Linked DNA regions of Mus musculus: region 2 is linked to region 1. The links are chromatin contacts, called in public ChIA-PET maps. All regions are on one chromosome and are shown on one strand. Each heading gives the region's core, a stretch centred on a gene start, on an enhancer-like site or on the middle of the called end of the contact. The rest is flanking DNA. Distances are from core to core; before and after follow the strand shown.

Region 1 (3,266 bases), core at 366-2,865:
ATAATAGAAGGATTTAGCATAAATACTTCAAATCAGGAGTGTTTTCCATACAACTGCCAGAACACTCAAGATTTAAAGTTTTGTTTTACTTCCTCAAGGAAACAGCTAAACTCTAAAAACAGCTGATAAAATACATTTTAATTTTAAGTAAGAACTCTTCTCCCCAAGTTGAACGAAATGAAGAAAAACTGCTCACAAAAGTATGCAGCATAAAACAAACAAACAAAGAAACCTACATATACCTGGCGGTGGTGATAAACGCCTTTAATCCCAGCACTAAGGAAGCAGAGACAAGTGGATCTCTGTGAGCTCAAGAGCAGCCTAGTCTACAGAATGAGTTCCAGGACAGCCAGGGGCTACACAGAGAAACCCTGTCTCAGAAAAAAAAAAAAAGTACACAGTGCCCCCTGCTCTCATGTAAGATGCCCTTATATATAACTGTGGCTTTGAAAGGGGGGGGTGTGTGATATATTGTTCCCACTCTGCCACCTCTACTGTAAATGTCACTTCTAGGTGACTCACACCGCATCCTGCCCTCTCTCTCTGTTGTTTCTATGCAGTGGCCTCACCGTCTCTGGATGAGATAGTCTTCCAGGATGTCCAAGCAGCGCACCATCTGGGAGAAGATAAGCACCCTGTGGCCACCAGCCTTCAGCTTTGGCAGCAGCTTGTCAATCAGCACCAGCTTGCCAGCAGCCTGGATCATTGCCTGGAGCTGAAAATCTGGAGACTCTGCATTGTGTGTTTCTTTAAACTCTTCCAAAATTTTCTCTTCAGCACCTGCAGAGATTGGATGGCATGACGTGAATACTGTAAGAGGTTTTTATTACTAAAAACAATGGATTTGCTTTCAAAACCCACAGCAAACTGGCAAAATCAGAATATCCCATTCACATGTAAGAGCAGGAAGCCACCTGCTTACTCCAAGTTAGATCCACACATAACCACAGGCCTAAAAAGGGACCAAAGTTTTAAGTTCCATATACTGAGGCAGTTTGGAGAGAGATCCACATTTTCCAGCCACCAAATGTTTGCTGACTATATTAAAAAACAAAACAAAACAAAACCAAACCAAAACCAACCAAACAAAACACACCCAGATTTCAACAACAGACTGTTAGGCCATAGGTGTCGAAAACAAGCCAAGGGCCAAATACCTACAGAAAAGCTAGAGCCTGAACTACAGGCGAAGGGGGTGTCAGCTGAGTAAAACAAAAACAGCAATGCCCAAACCCTCCAAAGATGAAAACCAAGGCAACCTATGGCTTCCTGGCTAAGTCCCCTTTCTCGATGTTCTACACTGTGCAGAAGTTTGAGTGCGGTAGAGCACTCAGTGGAAGGACATGTCCCCGAGGAGGAAGGCTCACAGAGTGCGGTAGAGCACTCAGTGGAAGGACATGTCCCCGAGGAGGAAGGCTCACAGCTACGGCCTCCATCGTGCTGTGGGTTCAGGCAGCGGCAGGTAGGCTTCTCTCAATGCTCCAGTCCTTTGGCTGGAGTGAAGCAGAGGTGATCTGGCCCCCTCCTTGGCCTCTGGGCCCCCAGTACACAGGGCTGGGTTTCACACTCTTCTCCTATCATAGATGCTTTTGAGAACGAAAGCACACCAAGTTTAACCCCAAGCACTCACTTCCTGCCATTATACTGTGCCAGGAACTTCCTCCCACTGTATGTGACGTACCGATGTGGGTTACAGAAATCTCCCAAAGGCGTCTGAAGGTCGGGTTGGGTCAGGAAGGCCACTGTAACGGCTTATGGCACCTCCACAGGCAACACAATGCCAGTGAAGGACAGTCTTGCTTCCATTTAAGGTGGTGTTGAGGCTGTCCCCATGGGGTCATACAGAGAACACTAGATGAGTTAAGAATCATCAAGGGCAGATTAAAGCCACTTGATGTTTGGAGCGAATGCCAGGCCTTCCACAGGTGCACGACCTTTTCACAAAGTGAACCGGGCAGAAAATGCCAACTCTCTCGGAAGGGCCTGACCCTTAGTCGCCTTCCACAAGAACAAAAAGCTGAGATTCAGATTAGTTCTGTAAGTGTGGAAACAGACCAAGGAAAGATAAGGAGGAGATGCCATGTTAAGGACAGAAGCCACAGTGTCCCTGACTAAAGGTGATGGTGTCCCCAGGCCTGCGGTCTGGAGACCTGGCAGGCACTAGGTTCAGAAAGCTCTCCTGGGCTCACACAGAGACTCACAGTGAATTATCACATTATATCTTTTAGTAAGTTTTACTCTTTTGTATAATGCTCATAAGATGCTTACGATTTAGAAATGAATAATTTAACCCTATGATATTTGGGTATTCTTTGTCTATGAGGCATACAACCCGGGATAAAAATGAAGTGTAATATAGTTTAAAACCACTTAATGATCAAGGAATTGTCTTTTAAAAATGAGACTTTCACTTTGAGAAAGCAAATGTCAGGCAGGCTGGAATTATTTTAGTGAAAAATTGAAACATAAATAATTCAAAGAGAAATCTAAACTCACATTATAAAATTTTAAATTTATTAAGAAGCAGCAAAACAACACTCCTGCCTTTTTGATGCCACTGATAATTTCTTTCCTTTAACTTTTAGAATTTAAAGTGTGTGCATACGTGTGCATGTGTGCATTCGAGAGTGGATGCCTGCAGAGCCAGAGGGATCAGGTCCTCCCAAGACAGCGTTATAAGCAGTTGTGAGTCATGGGATGGGACGTGAACACCGGGGTCAAACATCTGGAGACAGTTGCAATTTCTGCCCCATGTATCACAAGACAAAATTTAAAAATTAGCAATTAAAGATTTCCTTTGAGGTTAGATTTGAAAACATCAACTGGATATGGGTTATGATAAACTCAACTACTTAGTTAAAGTGCAGCTGGTAGTGCATTCATCTTGTATGCAGAGCAAAGGCAACTGGAAAGAAGAGTAGAGCTTTCCTCCTTCCACAGAGAGCTGCTACTTGCCGGGGACTCTGGCTACCATATGCAGACACTCTTCAACCACATGCATCTTTATGGCATGTACTCCCACCATCCAGAGTTCTCTCCCACTAAGCTTATCTTACCACTCCCACCAATGTACAGATTTGCTCCTACTTTTCCAAAGACATGCTCTGTAGAATAGAAGTTTAGGCCAGTTGGTGCACTTTCCTCTCTTACGACTAGTTCATAACAGCTTACTACGGATGATTAAACTTTCTTGCGGGTGCCACTTGGACACAGCCATAACTCCATGAGAGCTCAGTTACAGATCCTGGATAAGCCTGGATAAGAGT
Region 2 (3,073 bases), core at 290-2,789, 150 kb before region 1:
AACGAGCCATTTCAGAACCAATAAATATTTTTTTCTTTTGTGATTTTCTGTTATTATTCATTGTCAGCAAAGAAAGATAAAGCAAGCAAAGGCTACCCAAACAATTGCAGTGTGAAGCCAACTGCACAGGACGGCAAGGAAAGGAGGAACACTCAGGTACAGGGATGGGGATGAGAGGGACAAAGTGGATTTGGACAAAAGGGGACCAGTGGTGATAAAGGTGAGGCTTCCAGAGTGGTACATGCCTCCATGCCTGTGACTAGTCCTGAGTACCCCTAAAGCACCTGCCGAGTCTGTGGGCACAGAGTATACACAGGGACCAGAGACTCAAAGCTGATTCAAATCCAGTGTTCAAGTCATCTTGGGCACGCCAGGGCAACCCTTTTAAAGATATTTCGTCCATGGCAAGAATCCTTAGACCAATACTGATGTCATATGTACAACTAATTGGCCTTGTAAGAGAAGGAAAAAATAGTTCTAATATTCCTAATTGGTCCAAGGTGTTCCTTTTGCATATAATAATTCCGGTTGGAAAAGGGTGTTTTGGCAAGGATGCCTGTGAGCCAATGTTTACTGGCACTTGTGCTGGTGAGGCCATGTGCAAAGCGGTTAAAGGTGACTCGATAGGATAGAGCAGGACAAGGACTCTGAAAGGGAGGTGCCTGGATTCCAGGTGCAGCCCTGTCACTGCCCCGGTGTGACTGGGACTGAGTCCTACGCACTGCCATTTAATCATCTCTAAAAAGGAAAGAAAACAGCCCCCATGTCATAGCGTCCCTGAGAGGAGTTAGTGCAATCGAGTCACATGCTCTGCATGTGGCTTAGACCTTATAGGACCTTACATGGAAGCCCATAGCGTTAACTTTAAAATATGAGCAGAACTAGGTGACGGTGGGATAAACCTTTAGTGTTTTAACTCTGAACACAAACACAGGGGCATGAAGTGCCACATCAGAGAGAGGTACAGATACTCTGATGGAAAACTGTCCAAGTAACAAAAGGATTGCCTCAGGAGTTATCACACCCTGTCTGCCTTCCGGCAGAAGTAGGCGGAGTTCCGGAAATGCTGAGAGGAGGCTGAGGTGCTCCCGAGGCTGGAACTGCAGCCGAGTGAGCTGTCCTGAGCGCTGCTTCAGCTAGAAGTCTTCTTTCCAGAAAGACAAAACTCTTTTCTAACCCTCTGGGAAAGAGTGATCAGCCCTCCCAGGAAGACAAGGAGAGGTCGCAGGACCTCTGGGCCCCCTGTGCTCTGAGCATTGGGCCATCAAGGGTTGCCTACTGTTGGCACATATATAAATAACAGACGACAGAAAAGGTTTCCGGATGCCCGGAACCTTTTCAGAGGCTGCCTTGAGCACCATATCTTATGAACCTTCTTTCTGCTTAATTCTGCTTCCGAATCCCCCTTCTGTGGGCATCTCCACTTCCTTCTGATAGTGGAACAATCTCTCCCTGGCAAGAGGTCTAAGACACAGTGGTTGTCCACTGCATCAAGGCTAGCTGTGGTAAGGGGTGGCTTCCTGGCTCACCCCAATATGGAGGAGGGAAACCAGCTGCACCCCAGAAAACAATACCACTGTGCAAACAATGCTCTGCCTGCATGAGTCAGAGTGAAGTCTGCCTCAAATGTTGGCACACACGTGACATATTAATTAAAACAACACGCATGATAAATAACATTGAGACCCAAAGCACAGAACGCCTCTAAAATCACAGTCGGTAATTATGCCTGCGGCTGCTAAATCACTCTTAGAATGCCAGTGTCACTTATATGACAAAATTAGTCTCTGGGCCATGACCTTGAGGGGTCATCTGGTGGCACATCCCCCTGTGAGCTGAACAATGTCTAAATGCCAGAGGAAGAGCATTCATCTAATGCTTAAGTCCCGAGGGGAGGAATTCCTTAGGAGAGCTGAATGGTTTAATTTAATAATTATTTGAGTTCCAGCTTTTGTACACTTTCAGCTCTGCCCTGAGAGCAAAGGGTTAGGGGAATGGGAGGAGATACAGTGTGTGGCTTCTAGGAGCACTAGTAACTTGCTTTTGGTGAATGCCTGTTTCAGGCAAGAAGTCCTTTGGTATGGCTCACTTAACTCTTCCAAGATGCTATCAAAAACATATCAGCACTTAGTTAACCTTGCCTGGGGACCACACAGGATCTCTGTGTTAAGGGTCTGGGGACTGAGGACAGTGCTGCCAGTGTGAATGGGGGTCCTTTAGCACAGTATTGCCATATACTGCTGTGAGGATGTCCATCTACTCTGAATTTCTAACTATTCACAAATTTTAACAAATTTGATATTTACTAGCTCCGTTAGTACCAAAAAGACCTGGGAAAGGAAGAGACCCCATTACCTTGCTTCCAAAGTCATTTCCCATTTGTGGTTCAGTCAACATATCAGCAGCTCGTTAAGTGTATTTAATTTCATTCCCTCAACATTAACCCATGTACCACACCAGTGGCCACAACTTTGGTGTCCCAGCTCCTAAATTCTATTAGTGTTCAGAAAGGCTCTTGGTTTCCACATAATGTTCCATCAGTGCAGAGAAATTAATTAAATTAAAATTATTTTTATTGTGATTTAATTAGCTTGATTTAATTACTTTGTTCACTGACTGAGCACTCTGTGGTTACTGCCAGACCCTCAGTGTCGTTCGTGGCATGAATGTTCCCAGAGAATTACACATTTTCTCTGTTCAGCCACTGGAGCAGGCTGGCGGAGTTTGCCAGAAACTCACGATTTATCACAATCAGCATCATCACAAATTATAGGAAGCATCCAGCAATATGATAGCTTCTAAATGAAGTGTCTGAGAGCAGGTCACACCGCCGTCCTACCCTGTTAATCCGTCATATTTCATAGTCAAGCTGACACCCTGTCCAATTTGCCGGGTTTGCCTTATTGCTTGGTGCCTTGCAGAGTGGCTGCACGGGAGAGCCCACATCTGTCCAGGAGGCATTCCTCAGTGATGCCCTCGCTGTCCAGCCCTCCTCTGGCTCTCTGCAGACCCCTGGCAAGCAGGCATTCCTTTGCCTGAAGTTCATGACCTAAGTAGTTTTCTCCTATTACAA

The links. ChIA-PET counts read pairs in DNA pulled down with a chosen protein or histone mark.
Region 2: a contact with region 1 is called in an RNA polymerase II ChIA-PET map of memory CD8 T cells, with 31 read pairs. The contact joins two enhancer-like sites. A contact is called at or near these places in 1 of 484 Hi-C or Micro-C datasets (bone marrow-derived macrophages), 3 of 115 datasets of contacts at active chromatin or transcription factors (CD8 T cells, effector CD8 T cells and memory CD8 T cells) and 2 of 9 other capture datasets (adipose tissue and liver).

What each region holds. Positions count from the first base shown.
Region 1 is chr4:8,836,065-8,839,330 of GRCm38.p6, reverse strand. Chd7 (chromodomain helicase DNA binding protein 7) reads right to left here. Exons shown (of 38, transcript NM_001277149.1): 16 at 570-780. Among named protein-coding and RNA genes, the nearest start is that of Gm46842, 73 kb to the left of the region's middle. Within about 2 kb of position 1,615, at least 130 of the 459 cell types and tissues checked have an H3K27ac peak or open chromatin away from gene starts, as enhancers often do. A contact at or near this core is called in CD8 T cells and memory CD8 T cells, where this site is marked.
Region 2 is chr4:8,986,522-8,989,594 of GRCm38.p6, reverse strand. No RefSeq gene overlaps it. Among named protein-coding and RNA genes, the nearest start is that of Gm34428, 20 kb to the left of the region's middle. Within about 2 kb of position 1,539, at least 39 of the 459 cell types and tissues checked have an H3K27ac peak or open chromatin away from gene starts, as enhancers often do. A contact at or near this core is called in CD8 T cells and memory CD8 T cells, where this site is marked.